Linked DNA regions of Mus musculus: all the other regions are linked to region 1. Evidence: chromatin contacts called from public HiChIP or PLAC-seq and promoter capture Hi-C data. All regions are on one chromosome and are shown on one strand. Each heading gives the region's core, a stretch centred on a gene start, on an enhancer-like site or on the middle of the called end of the contact. The rest is flanking DNA. Distances are from core to core; before and after follow the strand shown. Region 1 holds the start of Sdr39u1 (short chain dehydrogenase/reductase family 39U, member 1). Region 2 holds the start of Slc22a17 (solute carrier family 22 (organic cation transporter), member 17). Region 3 holds the start of Cmtm5 (CKLF-like MARVEL transmembrane domain containing 5). Region 4 holds the start of Jph4 (junctophilin 4).

The links. Promoter capture Hi-C pulls out the DNA fragments that hold promoters and counts their contacts. HiChIP or PLAC-seq counts read pairs in DNA pulled down with a chosen protein or histone mark.
Region 2: a promoter capture Hi-C map of liver shows a contact between it and region 1, with 5 times the contacts expected there. The contact joins the promoter of Slc22a17 here to the promoter of Sdr39u1 in region 1. A contact is called at or near these places in 2 of 39 promoter capture datasets (liver and pre-B cells).
Region 3: a contact with region 1 is called in an H3K4me3 HiChIP or PLAC-seq map of bone marrow-derived macrophages, with 6 times the contacts expected there. The contact joins the promoter of Cmtm5 here to the promoter of Sdr39u1 in region 1. A contact is called at or near these places in 2 of 39 promoter capture datasets (cranial neural crest and pre-B cells) and 1 of 115 datasets of contacts at active chromatin or transcription factors (bone marrow-derived macrophages).
Region 4: a promoter capture Hi-C map of hematopoietic stem and progenitor cells shows a contact between it and region 1, with 4 times the contacts expected there. The contact joins the promoter of Jph4 here to the promoter of Sdr39u1 in region 1. A contact is called at or near these places in 6 of 39 promoter capture datasets (3T3-L1-derived adipocytes, the C10 cell line, embryonic stem cells and 3 more) and 3 of 484 Hi-C or Micro-C datasets (all in embryonic stem cells).

The regions. Positions count from the first base shown.
Region 1 is chr14:55,898,765-55,901,949 of GRCm38.p6, forward strand. Sdr39u1 (short chain dehydrogenase/reductase family 39U, member 1) reads right to left here and starts at 1,468. Exons shown (of 6, transcript NM_001082975.1): 1 at 1,426-1,468; 2 at 1,050-1,156; 3 at 883-965; 4 at 420-541. The coding sequence starts at 1,441. Khnyn (KH and NYN domain containing) reads left to right here. Exons shown (of 8, transcript NM_027143.3): 8 at 1-16.
Region 2 is chr14:54,911,531-54,914,715 of GRCm38.p6, forward strand. Slc22a17 (solute carrier family 22 (organic cation transporter), member 17) reads right to left here and starts at 1,602. Exons shown (of 10, transcript NM_001360406.1): 1 at 1,337-1,602; 2 at 712-1,203; 3 at 519-622. The coding sequence starts at 978.
Region 3 is chr14:54,935,019-54,938,203 of GRCm38.p6, forward strand. It overlaps Cmtm5 (CKLF-like MARVEL transmembrane domain containing 5), which reads left to right and starts at 1,452. Exons shown (of 5, transcript NM_026066.2): 1 at 1,452-1,765; 2 at 2,877-3,029. The coding sequence starts at 1,640. Il25 (interleukin 25) reads left to right here. Exons shown (of 3, transcript NM_080729.3): 3 at 86-819. The coding sequence ends at 341.
Region 4 is chr14:55,115,478-55,118,662 of GRCm38.p6, forward strand. Jph4 (junctophilin 4) reads right to left here and starts at 1,458. Exons shown (of 6, transcript NM_177049.5): 1 at 514-1,458.

The DNA.
Region 1 (3,185 bases), core at 218-2,717:
TATGTATATAATAGTATGGTGGCTACTACTCATTTTAATTGTTTGCAATTGTGTGGTCTCAAAGGAGACACAACAAAGGGAGCTCTTCATAAAGAACTGCAGTGCAAAAAAGCAAGGGGTGTGGGAGTGGGGAGATGCCTTCTGTGCGCACTAGGACCCGTACCACACCTCTTTCTCTGAGGGCTCCCAATAAAGGCTCTCTAGCCAAGTACCCCACACCCCCATTCTGCCTTTCCACACCCATAAAGACCAGACTGTGACAGTACAGATCTGGGTCAGGAAGAACCTGCAAGGCTGGAGGCCTAGGCAGTGACCCTGGGAAGGACCTGTGATTCGGGTGCAAGCCCCAAGTGCCTCAACTGCTTGCTCTGTTCTCCCTGGCTCCGTTAATGTAAGAGGCTGGTGATTTGGGAGCGTACCTACACCTGTGACTAGAATCCAAGCCTGAGGTGGGTGCGCAGTTTCGGTGATGGCTTTGGCTAGCAAGTGGGTAGTATCCAAGCGGCTCGTAAGAACCTCTTTTTGGAAGGTTTCATTCCATCTGCAGAGAAAATGAAAGAAAAGGTCAAAAGTGCAGACATGCACCTAGACCATATCCTCCCCACTCATCCGGCTCCCCTCCCAGTAAGTCTGTTGTCCTAAGCCTGTCTTAATGCATAGCTCGGGGTGGCTAAGAAGATAGGACTCTCTCCCCCGGCCCCCAATAGGCATGGGCTATATCTCTTTATCCACAACACTGGGCTTTAGTAGACGCTGATATATAACAGGCTCCAAAGGCTTAAGGGGACACTTGCACAAGTTTATGTCTACCATGCACGGGTCACAGGCATCGACCCTCTCTCCCCCCTGTACAGGTGATAACTGCTTTATGGCCCTGTTGACCTTCGCAGAGGGTTGAGGATATTCTCTCCAGCCAGGTTGATGACAACATCGCAGAGGGGCAGCCCCGACTCACTGAGTTCACTCTGTGGGAGAAAGTACAGTGCCGGCTGGTACTGTCCTTCCCGCGCAAATTGCCCTCCCACCCACCTTCCAGAAGCTCGACCTACCCACGTGATTCGACCCGGGCCAGGCTGTCTGGAGACCAATTTAACTTCGTGGCCCCTGCCTCTCAGCAGCTGGGTTACGGCTGTCCCAATGAATCCCGTCCCGCCACCTGATGGGGGAGCACAAACTGTTTACTCAGCGGGGTGGCGGTAGGTCATCTGCTGGCGGCCCCTTTGGGTGCGGTCCCCATCTGACATCAGGCCTCTCCAACCCACCCCGCGATGCAGAGGTGACAAAAGTCACAGGGTCGCACAGATTCAGCTTTTGGGGCTGGGAAACCAAGGCTAGGTTGCCTGCTTAGGAGACTGCACCCTGTGGGCCTGTTTTCTCAGCTCTCGGCTACAGCCTAAGCCGGCCCGCCACTCTGCCCTCCCTCACCTACAAGCACCCGCATAGCGACAGGGAGCTAGCACGCCTGCGCGAGATTTAAACACCGGACGCGACTACGAGCCTCACCTCACGCGAATCTCAGTACTAGGTGTGCCCCACCCTCCCCCGACCCGGAAGGAGTTATAGTAATAGCGAAGGACCATAAATTTCTCTGGGAAGAGGGGTGGATGACGCAAAAGAGATGGAGGACGAAGTGCAGAAAGGATCCGCTCCTAAAGAACAACTCTAGACCGCGAAGCGCTGGGCGTGGGGAGGGGGCGGGCACTGTGGAATTCTTCTTCATCTTTTCTCACTGTTCTGCCTCCTTCTGTCAGGACTCGAGGGTGTCAGAGTTTCTTCTCCAGTTCATGTGCGCACTCTTGTCCTTGCTTCCGCAGCTAAGGCTCTCACAAGCGTGCATCCCACCCGTGCCCTGCTTCCCAGTTCATCCGTTTCAGGGCCCTCCAGGAACACATAGTTCACCAAGTCTAATGCCCAGTTGTAGATCATTTTGATTGATCGCCCAGCCAAAATTACTGTTCTTTCTCCCTTCCTTTTAGAAATGATAGGCATTTCTCTACCGCTGGTGAAATGAGCCGATTCAAGCCAGACTAGTTTACATTAAAGGCAGGTTTATTGGGAGTTAACTGGCCCCAAGGATTAAGGCCAGGGGACTCACCATGGAGAGGAGTGGGGGAGAGGAGAAAGAGAGAAAGGGCGACCGAGCAGAGAGAGACACGGGGTGGGAGAAGGAGAGATGGGGGAGGGGGTAGGGAGAGAGCACAAAATGTCTGAATTTTATAGGGAAGAGCCTCTTGAGGAAGGGCAGCCAGGCCCCTGGTCTGGAAACTTCAAGGTTGGAGGCAAGGTATGCCAGGTAGGGTCTGAGGGATGATGGGAGAATCTGGAGGCCATGTCTGCTTTGTAAACATGTAAAAATGTAAAATATTTGCCTCAGTCCCTGGGCATAATCCTGGTCTGAAACCAAACAAGAAACGCTGCATTTTTGCCTTGAGTAGAAACCACACTGTCTTCTGGGACTTTAAGAACCAAGTTTGGTGTCTGGTGCATATCCTTTCCCACTGAGGCCAGACAAGGCTGCCAAGCTAGAAAAACATATCCCACACACAGGCAACAGCCTTTGGGATAGCCCCCACTCCAGTTATGTGGGACCCACAGGAAGACCAAGCTGTACATCTGCTACCTATGTGCAGGGAGGACTAGGTCCAGCCCATGTATGTTCTTTGGTGGTAGTTAAGTCTCTGAGAGCCCCAAAGGTCCAGGTTAGTTGATTCGATTGGTCTTCCTGTGAAGTTGCTATCCCCTTAGGGGCTGCAATTCTTCCTCACATTCTTCCATAAGAGTCCCCAGCTCCATCTACTGTTTGGCTGTGGGTGTCTTTATCTGTCTGAGTCATCTGCTGGGTGGAGACTCTCAGAGGACAGCCATGCTAGACTCCTGTCTGCAAGCATAACAGAGTATCAATAGTGTCAGGGATTGGTGCTTGCCCATGGTATGTGTCTCAAGTTGGGCCAGTTACTGATTGGCTGTTCTCTCAATCTCTGCTCCATCCCCAATCTCTACATTTCTTTTTTTTTTTTTTTTTTTTTTTAAAGATTTATTTATTTATTATATGTAAGTACACTGTAGCTGTCTTCAAACACTCCAGAAGAGGGAGTCAGATCTTGTTACGGATGGTTGTGAGCCACCATGTGGTTGCTGGGATTTGAACTCTGGACCTTCGGAAGAGCAGTCGGGTGCTCTTACCC
Region 2 (3,185 bases), core at 352-2,851, 990 kb before region 1:
TGGTGTGTGTGTGTGTGTGATCCGTTTGTGAAGTTAACTTATTGGTCAATGGGAATGAAGCTGGTTATATTTGGGGATTAACATTAAGTTTTAGTAATGTGGCTACTGAGATGAGCTAACAGTCGTTAGTAGGTTATTAGCCAGTGAAGATGAATCTGGGATTGTAAGGGCAACGAGAGGGAGATGGAACATGTAATGTGGAGGCCAGGTTTTTGTTGAAGAATCGATTAACGTTTGAGATGAAGCCTCTCCACTGTCTCATGGATACAGATCTTCTGATAGTGACTGGGTCACGAGTGTGTGGTCATTTCCTTGTGTGGAAGTGGGTATAGAATGTGTATTTCTTGATGGGGCGAGGAAACAGTAGTTACACAGGAGTCCAGAGGAGGCTGCCGAGGATAGACAACGGGACCATCCGCGTCCTCTTGCAAACCCAGCAGCTCAGGGTTTGTTCAAACCCTAGCTCTGTCTGCAACCCTTCTTTTTTCTATCTGCCCTACCCCCCACAACATCCTCACCTGTCCGCGGGGTAACCGAGGAACAGGTAGCCGGAGGCAAAGCCCAAGATGAAGAGGATCTGCTCCAGGATCACCTGCCAGCCCAGGTCACACACCAGATCCCACTGGGGACGTGAGAGTGGTGCAGTCGCATGAGGCAGGGTCCTCGATGCCCTGGCCCGCTCCCACTCCAGGTCCCGCCCGGCCGCCTCACCTGGCCGATGGCATTGGTGGTGAGCACGGGCAGTCCGTTATAGTCCCAGTCCTTCAGGCAGTGGTTGAAGTCTGGTGGGGCGAAGCCACTGCACGAGGGGTCCGTACTGGTGACGACTCCGCTGGCGGCGCTGGCTGCTAGGGCCGCGCCGGCGACACTGACGCCGCTGGAGTTGGGGGGCTGCTCCCAGCCCGAAGCGTTGGGGGGCAAGGCGCCGTAGTGGCAGTGCAGCGGGGGCGCCAGCGTGAAGATGGGGTCTGAGGCCATGCCCAGCGCCACGAAAAGCACGGGCAGGCAGCACAGGCCGAGCTGCAGCTGCTGGCCGCCACCCAGGGCCCCCACCTGGGCGAGCAGAGCCTCGAAGCTGAGGGGTCCCGGGGGCGCGGCCAGCGACAGGCTGCTGCCCAGCGCGTCGCCCTCCCCCTCCCGCCGGCGCTCCCGCTCACCCTGCAGCTGCTCGGGGGGGACCGCATCTCCGAGGCTCCCGACCTGCTGCGGCGAGGGGTGGGGGAGAGAAGGTGAGGCGGGGGAGGCCGCGGGCACGCGGGGACCGCGGGTGGGAGGCCGGGCGCGCAGCACGGGCGGGGAAAGGTCGCCCGAGGCCCCCCGGGGCGCAGACACTTACTCCATTGGAGCCGGGGGCGATCTCCACGGCGCTGTCGATTTTGTTGCCGCCCCCGCCATTGGGCTCGGGGGTCCCGGTGGCTACTCGGGGAGCCAGCTTGCCGACCGCTGGGGCCCTATGGGCCGCGCCGAGAGAATGAGCTGCTGTCTGGCTGGGCTAGGTGCGGAGAGCTAGGACGCAGAGGGCCGGGAGACCCCGCTCTGCAGCTCTGCAGCCGCGGGCGCCTCCTCCGTCTCTACGGTCTCTGCGCTGCTTTCCCCTCCCCTTCCTCCAGACTCTCCTCCCCTTCCCACGTCAGCAGAACCTGGGTCCAGACTGTTCGTCAGAGATAAAGGGGGGCCAAGGCCCCCCGTTGAAGGATGGGCTGGGGTCTCCATCGTTTGTTTCTTGGGAGCTGCAGGCCATTGCGGTTTAAAAAAAAAAAGTGAAGGATATAGCGGGGACAAGCGCCTGAGATGCCTCCTTATTCCAGTTCTTCCCTGTCACTCGTTCATCCTTCCATTCTCCACCCTTTCACATTAATTTTATCGATACAATTTAGTAAGTGCCTACTGTATCCCAGGCAGTGTGCGAAGGATTAAAGGATGGACAAAATGCCCTTAGAGGTGGTTTCTAGGGGAGTGTGGTTTATGCAGATGGACGAATCCGTTGGCACCCTGCTTCTGCTCTTTAGCTTCCATTCTCTTCAGGGGAACAAGTCTCTGCGTTTCCCCACACCGAACTCGGTTGGATCACCATTTTCCAGCAACGTTTGGCACTGCTGACCACCTTCTAACCTTCCTCCCTTGACTGCCAAGTCTCACCTTGTGGCTTTTTTCTCCTGTCCATTTTCTCCATGGCAGTCACATGTTCCTTCTCCTGTTCAGCGTTATGTGTACCTTACCATCTCATGCCTTTACCTCCGCACTATTTGTATTAGACACCGTCGACCCAGACAAGACACAACTGCTTCCTGTTCCCACCTCTTCTTAGAGTCCCAAGTCGGTGAAGCAACCTCTTGGGAGCCCACATAAGCGTGAATGTCTCATAGAGGCCTCAAGAGAACAATCATGCAACACCCTCTCCATTAATCTGGGTATCTTCGAATGCTTCCCTCTTTGAAACAACGGTGCCTTCACCATCCACCGATGGTGAGGTCCGATGTTCGGTGTGTGCCCTTGGAATGCCTTCATCTCATGTCAAGACCCTTATAAAACTCTTCCTACTCTGCTACTCCACAGTCCTCTCACTCAGGGTGGACTGACTGGTGTGCAGAGGCCACTCTGCTTCTCTCCATGTTACTTGTGATGCAGATGGATCCATCTTTTTTTTTTATAATGCAGATGTTTCATTTTTTTAAAAATGTATTACTGTGCAAGTACATGATGCGTGTGTGTAGGTATGCAGGCCATGCTGTGTTTGTTGGAGGTCAGAGGCTAACTTGACAGTTCCTGTCTTCCATCTTTTCAAGGGTTCTGGAGAAAAGAGTGATTTCCAGGCCTGTATGGTGAACCACCTTGTCAGAACTCCAAATGAAGGTCTGATTTGGTCTCTTTCTTGCTCAACTGCCTTCAATAACTTCTCTTTCCAAGAAAAATACTCTAGACAATGCCACACCTGGGCCGACATGCCAGGTCACATGATCTCTACATGCCTGGTCACATGCTCTCTGTAGCCACATTCCACCCTCCCCACACTCTTCACTCCGACCACCTGGCTGGCCCTCTTTATTTTCCCAGCATCCGAGGGCCTTTGCAGGAGCTGGTTCCTAGGCCAAAGGCTTCTCCTGTAAGGTTCTTTCAACCTTTGGCTGTCAGTTCAAGCATCTTTGCCTCAGAGAAATCTTTCCTGAGCCCAACTTGCTATTCAA
Region 3 (3,185 bases), core at 202-2,701, 960 kb before region 1:
GTCCCCCAACCACGCCATTTGCTCCCTCCAGCGTCTCTACCCCACCTGCCCCTTGCTTCTGGCCTAATCAGCTCTGTCCCCACAGGTTGGACAGGGACTTGAATCGGGTCCCCCAGGACCTGTACCACGCTCGATGCCTGTGCCCACACTGCGTCAGCCTACAGACAGGCTCCCACATGGACCCGCTGGGCAACTCCGTCCCACTTTACCACAACCAGACGGTCTTCTACCGGCGGCCATGCCATGGCGAGGAAGGTACCCATCGCCGCTACTGCTTGGAGCGCAGGCTCTACCGAGTCTCCTTGGCTTGTGTGTGTGTGCGGCCCCGGGTCATGGCTTAGTCATGCTCACCACCTGCCTGAGGCTGATGCCCGGTTGGGAGAGAGGGCCAGGTGTACAATCACCTTGCCAATGCGGGCCGGGTTCAAGCCCTCCAAAGCCCTACCTGAAGCAGCAGGCTCCCGGGACAAGATGGAGGACTTGGGGAGAAACTCTGACTTTTGCACTTTTTGGAAGCACTTTTGGGAAGGAGCAGGTTCCGCTTGTGCTGCTAGAGGATGCTGTTGTGGCATTTCTACTCAGGAACGGACTCCAAAGGCCTGCTGACCCTGGAAGCCATACTCCTGGCTCCTTTCCCCTGAATCCCCCAACTCCTGGCACAGGCACTTTCTCCACCTCTCCCCCTTTGCCTTTTGTTGTGTTTGTTTGTGCATGCCAACTCTGCGTGCAGCCAGGTGTAATTGCCTTGAAGGATGGTTCTGAGGTGAAAGCTGTTATCGAAAGTGAAGAGATTTATCCAAATAAACATCTGTGTTTAAAGTGGTCTTATTTGTCTTTGGCATCTGTGGTACTTGAGCATCCTTTAGTCTTCAGCTGGGTCCTTCCTTCTCCCTAGGTCCTTCTCCACTCTGCAACTTTCCCTACTTTCCTTGGGTGTCCACCACATCCACCCTTCCCCTTCCTCCTCTCCCCTCCCCTGGTCCATCCCTGAACACAAGGGTGGGGGTCACACAGCTCAACATGGAGGAGAGACAGAAGGCCATTGAGGCACTGCAGAAGGCACACAGCGCCCCCTTGTATCCCCAACAATCCTCCTTTGTCCTCTGGTTCTGGCTGCTGCAGCTTGGTCCAGCAGGGTACTGCCTGGGCTGGGCTCCAGTTCCCACCTCCCTTAAAGGAAAAGAGAGAAAGACCCAGCCAAATAAGAGGGTTAAGGTTATGGGAGGGGGCATAGACATCCCTCAGGCTTTGGTTGCTGGGGACTCCTTGCTCTGCCTGTCTCTCTCCTAACCCCCCAATTCCTCTGGTTTCTTCCCCATCTCTCCCTTTCCTTGTTCCTTCTTCCCTTCTTCAGGGTGGGTTAGGCTGGAGGAAGAGGAGGGTTAACCACCTCTCTCTCACCCCTCCCCATGCCTCCTAGGGGCCCTGCAGGCCAGGGAAGAGGCACTCTGGGCACAGCTGGGTGAAGCCCATCCGGGCAAGCCTTCCCTGGTTACTACTGCCTTTCCCCAGAGTCCTACAGCAGGCCCCTGCTTCACTTTCAGGCTCCTGTCTGCTTCTCTAACCAGATTTCTGTTTCCCTTCCTGGGCTGCTGGGAATCTGGTGAGGGAGAGTCTGTGTCCCGTGAGCCTCACAGAGATGTTCAGTGCTTGGGATCGCCGGGAACGGCCCCCAGAGGAAGGAGCAGCTGCAGGGCTCCAGGGCTTCGGAGTGGACAAGACCTTCCTGTCTTCCCTCAAAGGCATCCTGCTGGAAACTGAGCTGGTAACAGCTGCCTTCCCCAACCTCGTGCCCCCACCTCTCCCATCCCAGCCCCCTGGCATGACTCTGGGCTGGCCTCCTGTGCTCACCATTTTCCACCCCCCTTCTCAGGTTTTCTGTCGTTCCACTCACAGGCTTTACCTCCTGCAACTCCCAGCTTTCCGGCCGCTTCTCTATCTGGAGGCAGTCTTAGCATGCATCATTCACCGCAAGACGGAAGTTAGATGGAAAGATAGCTTTCGAGGATACTGAGGGAGTGAGCTGGGGTGAGGGTGGGAAGAGGAAGAGGAAGCACAGGAAGAAGGCCAGTCTGTTTCCCTCCAGCTTCTAGGAAGGCTACTTCTTTTTTTTTTTTTTTTTTTTTTTTTTTTTTTTTTTCCATTTTTTATTAGGTATTTCGCTCATTTACATTTGCAATGCTATACCAAAAGTCCCCCATAGCCACCCACCCCCTCTCCCCTACCCACCCACTCCCCTTTTATGGCCCTGGCGTTCCCCTGTACTGGGGCATATAAAGTTTGCGTGTCCAATGGGCCGGAAGGCTACTTCTTGACATGTCTAAGTTTAAGTATCCAAGAGGGCAGATCTCCGGCAGCCACACTTTATCTGTCAGTAGTGGCCCATTGCCATCTAGTCTCAGGCTTGCCCTGGTTACTGAGCAAGATCACAGTGCTCACCCAGGCTGTCGTTCCTATCTGCCGGTCTATAAGTTAGCAAGATCCTGCCTTCTAAGCCTCTCTCAGCATGGAATCTGCTCTTGGCATCTGACTTTTAGCCATCAGGAATAGGGAAAGCTTTGTAGGGCAGAGGTACTGTGGGCTGGTGTGTACCTTGTGTTCTGTGTCCCCCGGGGACTTCCCTGGGGCTCTGCGGATACCAAACTGATGGAGTTGCTGAGATTCCTGGGATAGCAGGAGTGGGAGGATGGAGATGCCCTTGATGGTCCCTGACACTAGGGATGAGTCACTTCTGTGTCTTCACTGAGAACTCTTCCTTCTCAGTGAGGCTGGGGTAGAAGTACCAGCTGAGAAGAGGAGCCCCCTAACCACAGGCAAACCATGGCCTGGCCTACGCATGTGTCTCCTCAGAAAGCTCCCCGTACTTGGTCCTGCAGGCCCTGACCTTCATCATCTTCATTTGCTTCACGGCCTCCATCTCTGCCTACATGGCTGCAGCGTTGCTAGAGTTCCTCATCACACTGGCCTTCCTCTTCCTCTGCGCCACGCAGTACTACCAGCGCTTCGATAGGCTCAACTGGCCTTGTCTGGTGAGGAACGTTGCCTCTCCCACCCCCATCCTGGTCTCTTCCTTCTCCTTGTTTGCCCAATTTTCCTATAGCCCTGTGACTCCCCTTCATTTCTACAACTGAGCTGTGCTTTGACTCGCGTTGTGTCCTGTGCTCAGACGTGAATTTTTGACACCC
Region 4 (3,185 bases), core at 208-2,707, 780 kb before region 1:
AGGCAAGTGGAAAGCGAGGTCCCCTTCTTTGCCAGCCGCTCCCCTGCCGGTAGCTTTAGGGCATCAGCACCGCCCTCCAGCCCTCCTCCCATCCCCCCTAGGCAGCATCTTTTAGCAGCTCCCAAGCGGTGAGGGCAAGGGGGCTTTCCCATCCCTCCCAACTTGTAGAGGGCGCCTCCCGGGACTTGGGGTCCCAGCGCTGATCCCGAGTCCTACTTTTCCAACCCAGAACCCCAGAGTGTGGAGCGTGGATGGCAGTTGGAGGTGGGGGACCTGGGAGGGGCCAGGGCAGGGTCTTCCGACACCTGCTTTCCTGGCGATTTGGACCCCTCTGCCTGGATTCTTTGGCTCCGCTAGCAAACCCGGGTGCGGGGGAGGCAAGGGGGTAAAAATGTAGCTAGCTAGAAAGCCGGCCCCAGGTGGGCCGATGGTAGAATGGGGATGTTGGGGGTGGGGTGGGGGATGAGGGTAGGGATGGGCAGACTGGCGAAAGGGAGGGGACAGGTTACTCACCATGTGTGCTGGGGCTCAGGCTGCCTCCCAGGCGCAGTTTCCATGGCAGGGTCCCTCCACTCACACCTCACCAGGACAAGCCAAGCCCCCTTCCCTTCCGGAGAGACTGCTACAACCCAGAGAAGGAAGGTGGGGGAGCTATGGGAGAGTCCCTTTTCCTCGGCTGAAGGTGCAGGCTAGTGTGGGGGGTGAGGTAGTGGCAGGGTGGAGGGGATGAGAATAAGTGTAGGGGGAAAAAAATCTGTCTTGAACGGAGACAGCGAAGAGGAGCTGGGGGCTGGATGGGAAAGGGGAGGGGGCTATCAAGAAGGGGTGTTTTTATTTTTTTCTTCTTATGGTTGGGAGAGGAAAAAAAAAATCAAAATTCCAATTCCATCCCAGCACAAATCAATGTTTGCTCCAAACCCAGCATCAAGGGGGAGGCTGGGCCAGGCAGATTTAAAGGGGCAGAGAGAAGCGGAGAGGAGAGGGTGGGGAGAGAGTCAGTGGCAGTGGGGGTGGTGCGAGGATGCTCAGGCAGAAAAAAAGGGGGTTCGCTACCCCTGAGGTGAGGGAGAAGGCAGGCGGAGAGGAGAATGGAAGGCTCAGAGACCCCCACGGTGGAAAGAAACCGTGGCATGCAGGCAGGGAGTGGAGTGAGGTGGAGGGAGGGGAGGGGAGAGGAGCTAGGGGGAGGAGTCTTAAGATGGGGAGGCAGGGGGAGGCCAGAGCCAGGCGGGGGAGGAGAGATGCTGGGGAGACCGGGAGTGCGAGAGGAATACAAAGAATGAGGTGCAGGGGTGAGAGCTATGGCAGGGGGAGATATAGCCGGCATGGGAGATGGCGAGGGAGACCCATTCCAGGACTCTTGAGAGATAGCTAGGGAGAGAAGTCAAGGGTGGAGGGAAGGAGGGGAGCAGAATCACATAGGGAGAAGAAGAGAGCGAAATAAGGCTCGCGACGAGCGGGAGAAAGCTCTGCAGAGAAAGGGCAGGCATGAGAATAGAAATCCCGGCAGGAAGAGCCCACATGGAGACAGGAGGTCCGGAAGTGGTGTTTATGAGGACCCTGGGGAGAGGGATGAACCTGCCAGCTGCTTGGCCGGAAGCCAGGAGGCATTTGAACGTGGATACCTCTGCCCATTCAGCTCAAACTCCTCCACCAGACAGCGCCCACCCTGTCACAGTTTTAGAGGTAGCTTGAGATGGGGCCCTGTCTGGAGGCCCCACTAAGCTAATGCACACAATATTCCGCGGACACCAACAGTTTGTCTAGGATGGGCCCTCTGAAGGGAGTGTTGGTATGTTCATTAAGGGGGCTCAAATTTGAGGAGGCCACCAAGATCTTAGGGCTCTGGAGTCTTCTCTTTCACAACACAGCAAATTACACAAGTTTGCTTGAGCAGGCTTTTGCTGTGGCCCCTTAAGCCCATCATCGACCTCTTCGAGTCCACTCTCCAGATTGACAGCACAAGTAGACCACACAGGTATTCACGTACTGCATTCCCTCCCTTCTCAGCTTCCTCTGGCCTGCCCCTGCGTGTTTACAGGGAAGGAGGCACCAGTGTGCTCAATTGCCTTTCTTTCCCCATAGGACCTAGTCCCCGCTGCCCACCCCTCATCCCCACACCTGATTTAAAGAGATCCAGAGCCCCGAGGGGGAAGTCATTCACCAAGGGGCACACTGGCAAAGTTGGCAAAGCTAGAAGTAGAACACTAAACGCAGACTTTTATTTTTGTTGGTGTTGGGAACGGAATTCTGGTTCTTGGGATAAAGCGCGTGCTCTATCACTGGGCTCTAGCTGGCAGCTTGGTGTCTTTCGAGCCCTTCAGTTCTTCCAGATGTCTGTGCTTGGGAGCATCCCCTAAAGTCAGGGTTACATTGGGTACTTTGGTAAAATAAAGAGTATGAAGATCGAAATAAACAGGGATTTCTCTTGTACACACACACACAGGCACATGTGTGTGCATACTACACACTATGTATATATTAGTGGGGTGGTGGTGTGTGCATGTGTCAGAGAGAGAGAGAGAGAGAGAGAGAGAGAGAGAGAGAGAGAGAGATATCAGAGGAAGTCCTTGTCTTCTGTCTTGTTGAGATAGCTCTTGTCTCCTCTGTGTAATGTACTCCAGGCTAGTTGGCCTGATCCTCTTGTGGACTCCCATCTTTCCTTAGGAGTGCTAGGCTTAGATGTGGGCCACTGCATCTGGCTTCTCACCTAGGATCCATGGATTGAGCTCAGGCTGTAGGCTTGTGTGTCTGCTGAGCTATATCCCTAAATCACATTGTGTTTTTCTAGAAGTTTCTCCAGGGCAGAGACTACTCTTTTTTTTTTTTTTTTTTTTAAAACAGGGTCTCATTATGTTCCCCAGGCTCCTCCTTCATCCTCCCCGAGTGCTGGGATTACAGGCACAGCCACCTTAACATCATACTCAGCAGGGAACCACATATTTAAAGCACTTTTGAGAACAAAGCAGGGTAGCCATCAGGTACTGGGGATGTGTAGCTTAGTAGGAGAGCATGTGCCTAGGATGTGCAAGGCCCCCAGTTCAATCTCCAGTACCAAAACCAACCATCACCAACAAAAATCCCAGAGTCCATTTGGGGTCCACTTAATACAGGATAGTTGGTTCATATATTCATTCATTCATTTCTCATTAGACATCTACATCTTTACTGGTGAAGTCCTGAGA